2 separate regions of the Mus musculus genome follow, and region 1 is linked to region 2. The links are chromatin contacts, called in public promoter capture Hi-C maps. All regions are on one chromosome and are shown on one strand. The core of a region is the stretch at or near the end of the contact, and the rest is flanking DNA. Distances in the headings are between cores, read along the strand shown.

Region 1 (6,184 bases), core at 516-3,015, 6.0 Mb before region 2:
TGTTTTAACTTATGTGGCCACCTAACACTACTGCATTTATGATATCAGTTGGTGCCACCAACTAGATTCCTTTTAAGCCCAACAGTGTATAAAAATATAAAACTCAGGCTGTTCGTGTCATAGATAATAAATAACGTTATGTCAGAGTCTCAGTTTGGTCAGCACCGCGGCAACTGTGGCTGATAAGTTTTACTTTGTAAGCAGCTTTCTAATATTCTCTTTCTGATCCTTGTTGAAGCAGGACCAGTTTCGTCCCCCATCTCCAACGGCAAAGACATTCATTCCTTGGCATGATGCTGGTCTTTCTTTTTCTGCTTCACCTAGTTATTTTCTACTTCTTCCCTAGTTTGTCATTTTTTTTGGGGGGGGGGGTCAGATGAAACCTCTTATTTTCTTTCACAGATTCGTTAAAGTTGCAATTAATTTTTGTGTATATGATTATGGCCGTATGGACATTTTGTACCCCCAATGCTTACAAGCGTTTGAGACATGGCAACTTCTAGGTGGTGTTACTGTGTGCTTGGCACTCTGCTAAGTGCTGCGGGCGTCTATCAACACATTTTCACTACAGCAACATGTATTCCATTCCCACTTTGCAGATGAGGAAATTAAGGCTTCAGAAAACCTAAATGACTTACCCAATACAAAGAAGAGACAGATAAAAGATGTGAACTCAGGGCAACACATTTATTTACATCACTAGCTTCCAGATCACTGAGCGTCTTTGTTCATGAGTGTGTACACAGCTTCCTTCCAAGTCACTGTTTATACATTACAGAATGGGTCAGAGTAGGAAGTAAGAAAGCAAATTAAGTCCTTGCACTGGGAGGAGAGCTGGGGAGCTAGGTCTGTTTCCATCTCTCCTTCAGTTTGATCTAGCAACTTACTTTCCTACAAAGTCTACAAAACAGGCAATTGGGCTGAAGCAGTCTAAGAGGGTATTGAGTTTAACTCCGTTTAATAGATGATGGTGTCAGTGGCTCATACAGCAACACAAACAGGGCCGAGGTTCAAACAACTCTGGGCTCCAAGTGCTGTTTTTCTCTGAGTCATGCTACTCCTCCCTGAACACATGTTTACTAAGGCGCCTCTGTATCAGACTTCAGCAGGAGTATGTTTTCCGTTCTGGACTGATTATTGGCACACAATTTGCAACCTTTAAAATGGCTTGTAGATTTAAGAGTTCAGGGAGGAAAACCTATTGTAAGCCTGGCGTCAGGCAGACAGATGTGACCCAAGTCAGCAGCTGGTCGCACAGTGGCGATCTGAAAAATCTATGGCGCCTTCTGACAAAAAGAGAGTGACACTCAGACAATCCGGGCACAACAGGCGGGGCACAGAGCAGCAGGGCCCAGTCTTGGGGAGAGGACACCTCTGGTTTTCCAGTTATCCCACTACGAGTGATCCGGGAAGCAACTTTTCTAAGATGCCCACGTTTCTACGGAGTGGTGCTTGGGCATCCAGCCAGTTCCTTGTTTCCTCCATCCCAGCCTTAACCTCCTTTCCGAGTGTCGACCTGCGGGGAGACAGATCTCCTAGGGTGACATCTGGCACCAAGAGGGGCAGTACTGGTTCTGAGTGTAGGGCGGCAGCCAGTGTCGACCGCACCAAGGCCGGCAGGGGTCATGCTCCTTTGGGATACTAGGGAAAGGCCACAGCTGAGGTACTGCCACGCTAGGCCTTGTGGGCAGGCCCCGACCAATCACTGTGGGGCATACACGAACTCCGGCCAATCAGCGCCCGTCTTATTCCCGAGTCCCGCCCGCTCTAGCTCAGGTTTCCCCGAACCCGGTCCCGGCGCCGACAGTCGCGGCTGTCGCTTTCCGTGCAGCCGTCCCCGGAGCTGACTCGGGCGTCCCGGCTCCTGGCTCCCTTCGTTGTCCCCGGTAGCTTTCACTAAGGATGAGTCCCTGCGCGGCCGCGCGCCTGCCCCGCGGAGACCGCCGGCGCACCTTCATCTAGCGACTGGTGAGGGCGACGGCGAAGGCGTCCTGCCAGCCCGGCAGGGGAGCGGGGCCCGGGGAGGGAACTCGCGGAGGGGGCGGCTGCCGAGCTTCGCGCCGCGTGGCACGGGCGGGTGGCCTGGCAGCGCAGCCCCGCCGCCCCTGCCAGCTAATGAATGGCCTTGTCCCGCCAAGTGCTACGTCGCCAAGCTGCCCGACACGCCCTCCAGCGACGATGCTTTTCTGGTTCCGAGGGTTGACTGGTGTCACCTCCCTTGGATCCCTTCCTAGAGGCTCCCATGTCCCCTAAACCCTTGGTGGAGTTTACAAAGTTTGAGTTCCCGCGGGCCTTGCTGAGTTTGCAGAAGCAGGTCTTGCTCTGAGCATTCGCTGCTGGGTGGAAGTGGACTGGGGTCTGTTCTGCAGAGACAGGATAGAGGGGCCTTTTGTTCGTAGCTATCAGGTTGCAAAGGCATTTTGGATCCGAGGGGAAATGGCCAACCCTGATTTAAGCCGTCTTTAACTCTGTTATCTAACACAGTCATAAAACATGAGTCGTGTTAGTCAGAGGGGATATTTTTCAAGGAGGAGAAGTTGAGTAGCACCTGTTTCCTTTATCTCGAAGTAGGTAACATTTGAAGTAGTTCCCCCCCCCCCCCCATAGTTAGTGTGGTTACCTCCATATGCAAATTACCAAACGTTTTGTGTGTGTGTGTGTGTGTGTGTGTGTGTGTGTGTGTTTTTCGTCATCAGTTCCTCACTTCTCAGTGGAGTTACTTTCATTTGTTTTTATTGATTTGGAGACCTGCTTCACCGTACCTGAGGACAGAACTATTTTCTAAAACGTGTTTTCTAAAAAAGTTTTTGCAAAACTTGAGTCACATCGCAGCTTTACAGTTTTTCAATTGGATATGTTAATCTTCGGTTTTTTTTTTTCTTTTTAGTAAATCTTGTTTGAAGGGCTTTCTGTGTGCCAATTTTTTTTTTCTGTGTGCCAATTTTTGTGTGATGATTTCATTACATTTTAAACGTTCAAGATGCTTGTGGATTATAAAATTCTAGACTGAATGAGTATGCCCAAACTTCTTTCTTTCTTTCTTCCTTTTTTTTTAAAAAATATTTATTTATTTATTTATTTATTTTACGCATATGAGTACACTGTAGCTGTACAGTTGGGAATTGAATTTTTAGGACCTCTGCTTGCTCTAGTCGGCTCTGCTCGCTCTGTTCAACTTCGCTCACTCAGTCCCTGACTGCTCCAGCCCAAAGATTTTATTTATTATTATACATAAGTACACTGCACCTGACTTCAGATGCACGAGAAGAGGGTGTCAGATCTCATTAAGGGTGGTTGTGAGCCACCATGTGGTTGCTGGGATTTGAATTCAGAAGAGCAGTCAGTGCTCTTACCAGCTGAGCCATCTCTCCAGCCCTTAATCTCACTTTTTACAAATGAAAATATTGAAGCTTTGAGAAAATTCAGAGGTTTGCTCAGGGTCCTTAGGGAAGCTACGTACTTGGGTCATGGTACTGAGCAGTAGCTGAGAGCTCACACCTGATCCGAAAGAGAGACAAACAGAGACTGAGACTGACCAGGCCTGGTTTGAGCATTTGAAACTTCAAAGCTCACCTCCAGTGACACACCTCATCTATCAAGGTCACAGCAACACACAGCCATACCTCCCAGTCTTTCCCAAACAGTTGAACTAACTGGGGGCCAAGCATTCAAGCATAGGAACCTTTGGAGTCCATTGTCATTCATACCACTGTAAACACGCATGCCCATCTGGAACTTTTTTTAAAAAATAATGTGATTTTAAAAAAGATTTATTTATTTAATGTATGTGAGTACACTATCTGTCTTCAGACACAAGAAGAGGGCATCAGATCCCATTACAGATGGTTGTGAGCCACCATGTGGTTGCTGGGAATTGAACTCAGGAACTCTGAAAGACCAGTCAGTGTTCTTAACCACTGAGCCATCTCTCCAGCTAGCCCATCTGAAATTCTACCTGGGCTTTGAAATATATATATATTTCAAATATATTTCAAATATATATATTTCAAATATATATATATATATTGTTTGTTTGAAAATTGCATGTACTGTGTTTCATTAAACCCACTCCACATTTCTTCCCCTCTAATTTCTTTCCTGTCCTTTCTACCAGTATTTCCTCCTACTTTAAATGTGTTCTCTTTTTTTAAAAAAACACTTAGACCATTTAATGTGACCAATGTGTACTTGGGTGTAGGGCTATCTGCTGGATTGTGGGTAGCCTCTCAAAAGCCACACCCCTGATGAAAACTAACTTTCTCCCATTAACCATCAATTGTCAGTAGTTTTTCTGCTAGGGAAGTGACTTCCTGACCACCTCCCTGTCTGTCCTATGCTAGGATTTTGTCTGGCTTTATCTTATTCAGATCTTATGCATGCAATCAGAGTGGCTGTGAATTCATATGCCCAAGCACCCTGCTGTGTTAAGAAGAACACTGTTTTGCTGTAGACTACCTTTGGCTCTTAAATTATTTTATCTCTTCTTTCACACTAATCTCTGGAACCTGGGAAGGATAGGGTATGATACAGATGCCCTGTTTTTTTTTTTTTTTTTTTTTAATAGTTTTTTTTTTTAAGATTTATTCATTTATTTATTTATTTATTATATGTAAGTACACTGTAGCTGTCTTCAGATGCACCAGAAGAGGGCATCAGACCTCATTACAGATGGTTGTGAGCCACCATGTGGTTGCTGGGATTTGAACTTCGGACCTTCGGAAGAGCAGTCGGGTGCTCTTACCCACTGAGCCATCTCACCAGCCCAGATGCCCTGTTTAGTGGTGGGTTCTCCACAGTATCTTATTCTGCATGCTGACAAGTCGTGGGTCTCTGTGTTAATCACCATCCAATGTCTAGGGCTGAGAGATGCACTTATCTATGGAAATTATCAAATCCTTAGAAATCAGTTAAATGCTGTGCGCATTTAACAGAATAATAGTAGATTCTCAGATAGGGCCTGTGACCTTCCCAACCATGGGCTCTTGGTCCTCATAGTGGTGCTAGATGTGAGTTTTGTTTTATGGAGCAAGCCTGAAGTCCAGTCAGAAAGTGTTTTCTCTGACATTTGTGCAACTGTTATTTGTGTAACCTTGTCAGACTGTTGTTGTAATTCACAAAGTTCACAGTTGAGTAAGACTGTTGATTATTGTTTTGTTGTTGTTGTTGTTTTCGAAAGGGGATTCAAATATTTTAGGGGAGTAGGTGATCAGATTTGTTTTAAAAACAGAGTTACATTCTTACTACAGATGATTATAAGGCCCTTGAACTCAGTGTTGACTGGCTAAATCCTGGGTGGGACAATAGTTGGGGTTGAACCATTGCCAGTTATACTTAGCTCAGTTTTCTTCAACACTTCACATCTGTCATGTATTCTATTTATAACTTATTTGTTCCTTGGTTTAGACTTCTGTGTAGTTTCTTTTTTTACTGCTGTGTTAAGACATGATGACCGACACAACTTGTAAAAGAGTTTATTTGGGGCTGGGGTTTCAAAATGTTAGAGTCCATCACCACAGTAGAGCTAAAGTATGGTGGCAACAAGGAGACAGCAAGAGCAGAGGGAATGGCTAGTCTTGAAACTTGAAAGCTGGCCTCCAGACACATGTTTTATTCAAGGCCATACATCATTATCTTTCCCAGAATAGTCCCCAACGGCTGGGGACCAAGTATTCAAAACTATGACCCTATGGAGACATTCTCATTCGAACTAGTATAGGTTGCTGTTTCTGATTTTCAAAGTATTTAGCCCCGTTCTACCTTTTTTTTTTCTTACCCCATCACCAACGCCAGAAGTCTTGCATTATTACCTTATCCTGACACTGTAAGAGTCTGAACATAAATGTGAATTGTCCACTGCAGCACAAAAGGCTGTCTAATAACATCTAACCCATCCTGATGGGAAAGAGCAAGAATGGTGTGGCTTTTAGAGCTTGGAACAGCAAAGTGAATGATTTGTTAAACGCCAAGACTGTTTATTCTTTTCTTTCAGGTTCAAGTTAATGATTTGAAGTGGGTGGGGTTTTGTTTGTTTGGTTTTTTGTTTGTTTGTTTGTTTGTTTGCTTTTTTAAAAAATTTTTATTTTTTTATTTTTGCTTGTTTGCTTTTGTGGGTCTGTGTTCAGTTAAAGGTTGCAGGTTTTCAGAAACAGGCCTAGAGTTAGAAAGAGTTAAAAACCAAGTAGTT
Region 2 (6,288 bases), core at 1,886-4,385:
CAACCTTCCTTCCTTCCTTCCTTCCTTCCTTCCTTCCTTCCTTCCTTCCTTCCTTCCTTCCTTGGGGTATTACAAAATCTTTTGACTCTGGCCCTAGTAACTTGAGTCTTGCATTCTTTTCTTACAACTACTGTTATCTTAAAATGGAATCTGTACTGTAAGCCTGCACTCCTTAAATCTTTGAATGGCCCTAAAGCACTTTCAAAGTGATACTTATGTTTGTCATGGCTACCAGCCTTCTGTGAACTCCTCCTCCTCTCGTCTTCAGCCATGCTATTCGTCTGTTCCCCTCTCTCTACGTAAGTATGCTCTGCCATCTGCTGAGAGTTTTCTTCCGTTGGCCTGGTGCATTCAACAGTAATAGCTAATGAAGTTTCAACATAGAAACCACAACCACAACGATTTCTGGTAGAGAAATATTAAGAAATGATCAACCCTCAATCCATCTGTGATACGCAATAAAGGGAAATAATAATCTGGAAGTGAGGCCACTAGACATTCTAGTTTTCAGACACATTCCTTCATTAAACTTGGACTTATAAAATGAATAAGCCTAGCAACTTCAACTTTTAAAATTTGGAGTTAAATCTCATGTCAGCAGTTCTTCCAAAGAACTATTTTGTAATAAAGAACAAGAACAACAACAACAACCAAAAACAAAGCAAACAACCCCAAACTGATGTTTTGGAAAGGAGCCCATTTTGAAAGTTAGTTTATGTCATTGGATAAATTCGGAGACCTGGTAGTAAATTTCTAGTGAATTTAGGATTAATCAATAAAGTCTGATCGATTGAGGCAAATTTAAGCCAAATTTTTCTGTCCAAGTAATGGCAGTTAAGAATGCAGAAACAAGTTAGTGAAGAGCCCTGGGACGGACAGAGTTGTGGAATGAAGCCAACACATTAGATGATTTGTTCTTGTTCATTTGCTTTTATGTTCAATGGATTTTTATGTGTGTAGACAGAGTCCTTTTTTTTTCTAACAAGCATTTTTTTTTAAAATCTGGATGATGGGAAACAACAGTGACAGAAGATGAAGATCGAAACAAATTAAGACTTTTGCAGAAATAAAATCACAAGATGTTGCTGGCTTGGCCTGCAGTGGTGATGTTACAGATCATAAATGGTCAGATAAGATTCTGAAGTTGTACAGATAGAATTTGATTGTAGGGTTTGGTAGAAAAATGTTAATGTTTGGGGGAAATTGCAGAGACTTTAAGAGATTAAAAAATGAAAGTATAAATAGTTTAGTATGAATTAGGGAAAGGTATGTTGAAATTTTGGTGTTGGTAGGATGAGGAGTCAAGCAGAAACTAAGGATCAACGTGCAAGAGGACTCTTAGGAGAGTGGTGTGTGGAAACCTCCTTAAAAGGCTCGCATTCCACACTCATGTTGCTCCCTTTGCCTTGATAGTTTATTTCCAAATTAAAATGTACTCTGGGGGAATGAGCACCTGTGATATCCGTGGCTGATAATGCAGAAGCTTGCCTAAGAAGTGATTTTGGAAAAGACTAACACAAAAGGAGGGGCACACAAGTTGCAGAAGTCTGCTTTTATTCTGGAGAGAATGGGATAGAAACACTGTTTTGTTTCATATGTGTCCTTTCCTTTTTAAAATGGAATGTGTCTGTAGATGGAGTGGTCCAGTAAAGAGAAAATTGTACTGCCCTAAGTGACAACGCTGTTATAGGTAGTTTTAATGTAAACTCTTGGTTCTTCTTGGACAGTCACTATTCCTAGGAATGTCAAACAGTATGCACTTAGTGTTGGTTAGTAGGCCTATTTTTTTCTAAGATTTACTTATTATTATATGTAAGTAGCTGACTTCAGACACACCAGAAGAGGTAATCAGATCTCATTATGGGTGGTTGTGAGCCACCATGTGGTTGCTGGGATTTGAACTTAGGACCTTCAGAAGAGCAGTCAGCGCTCTTACCCGTTGAGCCATCTCACCAGCCCCCCTAGTAGGCCCATTTTTATTAGTGTTAGGGGAATGGTAAGTATACAGTCGGTTCTGGGAAAACTTATATCCTGTGGTGAAACAGCGACAGCAGCACAAACTTTAACGAATTCCAATTACAGACAATAAATGTAAAAAACAAAACAAAAAAAAAAAAAAAACAAAACTCCCCATCCCCAGCTGTTGGTAATTATGCTCGATGGTACATTGAATAATTAAGAGGTGGTAGAAAAAAAGTCAGTTATAATGGGTGTTTATAAACTTGGTAAGGAAGAAAATTTAGACTGTGTTGGGGGTACAGTAGGTTATGAAGAAAAAAGTACCCCAAGATTTGAAGGAATTAAGCATTACCAGTTTTTATTCACGCAACACTGTGGAACCCGTTTATCATTAGCTTTTACCTGAAATGGCAATGAAGTCGTTTCTGAGTTTGCAAAAGGGTGGAAAGACATTTGTATTGTTGAGTAGATTATTTTTACTTGTACATTAGTGTGCAGAAGAATAAAGGCAGTTGTAAGGAGGAATAGTTATGCAAGACTGATGCAAAATGCTAACAGCCTATCTGTAAAATACGCGCACTTCTGACAGCTCCATCCAGGAGTGAAATGTGCTGCGGATCTGAGAAAGCACGACACAGTCGATATTTGTGTTGAACGTGGATTTAAAAATGTATTCCCCTCTTTTCAGCGTTTTCCCAGACTCAATAACGAAGTCAGCCAGTTCCAGTCTGGGGACACAGGAAGAGCTTCCAGCACAAGGAGTTTAGCAGAAGATCCACAGGTTGGCATACCTGTGGATGCCAACATCGGTCGTTCCTATATGATCTCAGCACAAAGACTAACGCCTCCCACTTTCATCTGTGGAAGACAAACCCTAAAACTGGACTCTATCCGTATTAAGAGGAGCTTTTGAATATTTAAGCTTGTACGACGTAGCTTTGACATCCATTGTTCCTTCAGACTGTAAACAATGGCTCAAAGCCTTCTCACAAGACAAGCTACTTTCCGGGTAGTCTGGTTGTCCACTGACTTCACCAGAGCGTATGAAGAGGGCTGCAAGACTTCACGCCTCTCCATTGCGGGTGGCGTTTGCTTTCCATTGTGATTCTGGGTCCGGCGGCAGGCGCGGCAGGGCGGAGCCAAGTGGTAAGGATAGCTTCGGAGGTCCGGAGGCTAGACGGGCCGCTGCGAGAAGTCGCTCTGGCTCGCCTTCCGCTCTCTATGGTCGGGAGCGCGAGCCCCTCCTCTTCCCGGAACGAGCCCTCTTGCTCGACGCGCGCGCAGCGCTAGGAGGGAGTTCCGTTTCCGGTCTGGTGGCTTTCGATTTTTGGCGTTCAGTAGTCGCGGTTGGTGGGTAACAACCGAGCCAAGATGTTGCGGAATCTGCTGGTAGGTAGCTTTGGGGGTTTGGCTGGTACTGGAGTGTCGGGGCGGAGGGTCAGGCATCCTGACAGAAAGGCGTGCTGGAAATGTGGCAGAAGACAGCAGCCGGAGTCACCTTGGCCGCGCGTCCTTTTCCCTGACCTTCCGTCCACTCGCCCCTGGCTGTTTCTGGGTAGTCGTAGAGGGAAGAGCAGGATCGCATTTGGTTCTTGGTCACTACAGCTTACCGTTGCTTATGGCTATGACTGTAGCTCTGACGTAGGCTCCAGTGGGGGGATCTTGGACACCTGGAAAACCTAGGTGGAAGGTGGCTTTTTGTTGTCATTTTGTTTTGTATCATAGTGAAAAGATAAAATTTTACCTGATTCAAAGAAGTAAGCCAAAGAACTAAATTGTACAGTTTTAGTTGGGATTTAATGGGTTTCATGATTGAAGTGTAATGACGATTCAGAATTACCTTTAACACTTGGTGAATATTTCTCCAAAATTTAAAAAGGTGTGTTTTGATTTTATTTTGTAATCGTTTAACACAATTAAGACTTAACACCAATTACATTTTTCTTAGATGTCCAGGAGTGTTCTAGCATGTGCCCTCCACTGCAAAGTAATTTTTCAGTGCCTTGGCTATCCTGGAACTAAATCTGTAGACTAGCATGGCCTCTGCCTCCCTAGTGCTGCGATTAAAGTCTTGAGCCTCCACTACCCTGCCAGGAATAGATTTTTGACATAGGCAAATATTAAATGAAAATGTTAGAACTTATAAGATGTCTATATCATTTATTTTTCTGTATATCAGCATGTTTTGTTCTATAAAATACTACTGATTAATTTCAGGCACAGGTTATATATAGGTCATGGTTTCTGAAGACTATGATATGTAACATGAAGCACAGAGCAGAGAATAGACAACATGTAGAAAATCTGGATGCTAGTCTTGGATAGTACTGACAAGTTCGATAATGCTTTAAATCTCAGCTTCCTTTCAGTGTGAAGGGTTGGAAGTTGCCTTTACAGGTTTCTTTGGACTCTTAGGTCTTGTTCGATGCATGTGAATTTTCTGTTTCAGGCCCTTCGTCAGATTGCCCAGAGGACCATCAGCACCACTTCACGAAGGCATTTTGAAAACAAGGTTCCAGAGAAACAAAAGCTGTTTCAGGTACTGAAGTGTTCTATGTGATTGTTAATTGTAACAGAGCTGGCACGGTAGAGTAAGTCCAGAGGATCTGCTTCTTAGAGGCTCTCAAGGTTTTTTTTTTTTTTTTTTTTTTTTTTTTATCGTAAGGAGGATTATTTGCTGTGTCTAAGAGGTGCTCAGGGAGGTGGGAAAAATGCAGAAGCCAGTGAATTGTGTGTGTGATTTGATGAATTGGTAATCTTTGGGGGAATAATTGCATAAACCATAAAAAAGAGTCCAGAAACAAAAAATAAGCAGGAATTGTTACAGGGTGTAGCATACCTGCAGGGAAGAGTACAGTAAATAATTTTAAGTGGGGAAGGCTTCTAAGGAAACATCAAAAGACACCCCCCCCCCCCAGGAGAACAACCAAGATCTAAAAATACACGCTTTATTGCTGAAGGAGAAGAAACAGATGTGCAGCTTAGGTATGGTTGTGTCACTGGTACTCAAAGAATTGCAGATTTGTAAGAAATGTATGATCTCACTATAGCTGTCAGGGCGCGAGATGAAGATTTCTGTGGAATGTGGCAGGCATTGCAGTTCTGACTGACACTTAGTTAGCCTTGTATTCTGCTCCTGCCCTAACTCCTGCATCCTAGCTAGTGGATTGGAAGCTGCAGAGGTTTGGAGAATGCCATTTCATGGGGACAGAATATGATTTCTCTGGCTATCGAGATGGAGGACCACTGCTGGCCCCATGCACTGGTGGAACAGAAGTTCTGCCATGTGCTCTTGCCTTCAAAGCTATGAAGCCCCTTTCTGGACACAAATTTTTTATATACCAGCTTGACCGTGTCAGTGTCACCAAGAGATGGTTGTGACCCTGTCATTATCTTTTCGGTTTTGTAGATTTAAGGCTATTCTGCCCTGACTTTAAATGTTCTTAGAATCAAAAAAACAAACAAACAAAAAAACCAAAACTGTAGCTTCTCTGGCAGTTATTGGAGCAGTCTTTTCAGAGCAAACAGAAATGAGTGGTAACCTCACTCCTTGCCATATAAGTAGAAATATTTAAAATAGAATGTTTGCCAGGTATGGGAGAAAGATAGCATCAGTCACAGGCTTTTTACAAGCTGAGCAGTGTATGCATTAGAGACAGAAGTTTAGCTGGTACTGGAAATACTGTAAACAAGTCTATTAGTTAAGAAGCCTTCTCTCAGATACTTGTGTAGACTCTGTGCATGAGCATAAGGAACTTGAAAAAGGATTTTAACCCAACCTATAAATTATTGGAGGGTTGAGTAATGTAGTTCAGACATTCTTTTTTTCCCGATAGAATATTATGTACTCATTGAAGAGAGAATTAAAACAGAGTATAAATGTCTAACATCATTACATAGCACAGTGCCGTTTTGTATATTAGTACATATAAGGTAAAAGAATTGGTAAATAATAAGCATTAACAGTAGAGATGTATGCCATAACTGTTTTGGGTGGTATGTCTTGAAGAGAGGCCCTGCAGATTGGAACAGTTTTATTGTGCTGTATAATTTTTCCCTATGCAAAATTTCAAGTAGTAAAGTATTATATATGCTACATAAAAACAAGATTCTTAAGTGGATATAAGATGATAGACTAGTAGCCTGGCGTGGTGGCTCACACCTTTAATTCTAGTACTCAGGAGGCAGAAGCAGGCGAATTTCTGAGTTTGAGGCCAGCCTGGTCTACAAAGTGAGTTCCAGGACAGCCAGGGCTACGCAGAGAAACCCTGTCTCGAAAAACAAAACAAACAAAAAAGATGATAGACTAGTGTTATAAGTCAGAGCCCC

What was found. Promoter capture Hi-C pulls out the DNA fragments that hold promoters and counts their contacts.
Region 1: a contact with region 2 is called in a promoter capture Hi-C map of pre-B cells. The contact joins the promoter of Ibtk here to the promoter of Cox7a2 in region 2. A contact is called at or near these places in 1 of 39 promoter capture datasets (pre-B cells) and 1 of 484 Hi-C or Micro-C datasets (CD4 T cells).

The regions. Positions count from the first base shown.
Region 1 is chr9:85,744,915-85,751,098 of GRCm38.p6, reverse strand. Ibtk (inhibitor of Bruton agammaglobulinemia tyrosine kinase) reads left to right here and starts at 1,765. Exons shown (of 29, transcript NM_001081282.2): 1 at 1,765-1,968.
Region 2 is chr9:79,756,700-79,762,987 of GRCm38.p6, reverse strand. It overlaps Cox7a2 (cytochrome c oxidase subunit 7A2), which reads left to right and starts at 3,135. Exons shown (of 4, transcript NM_009945.3): 1 at 3,135-3,348; 2 at 4,409-4,498. The coding sequence starts at 3,331. It also overlaps the pseudogene Gm51685.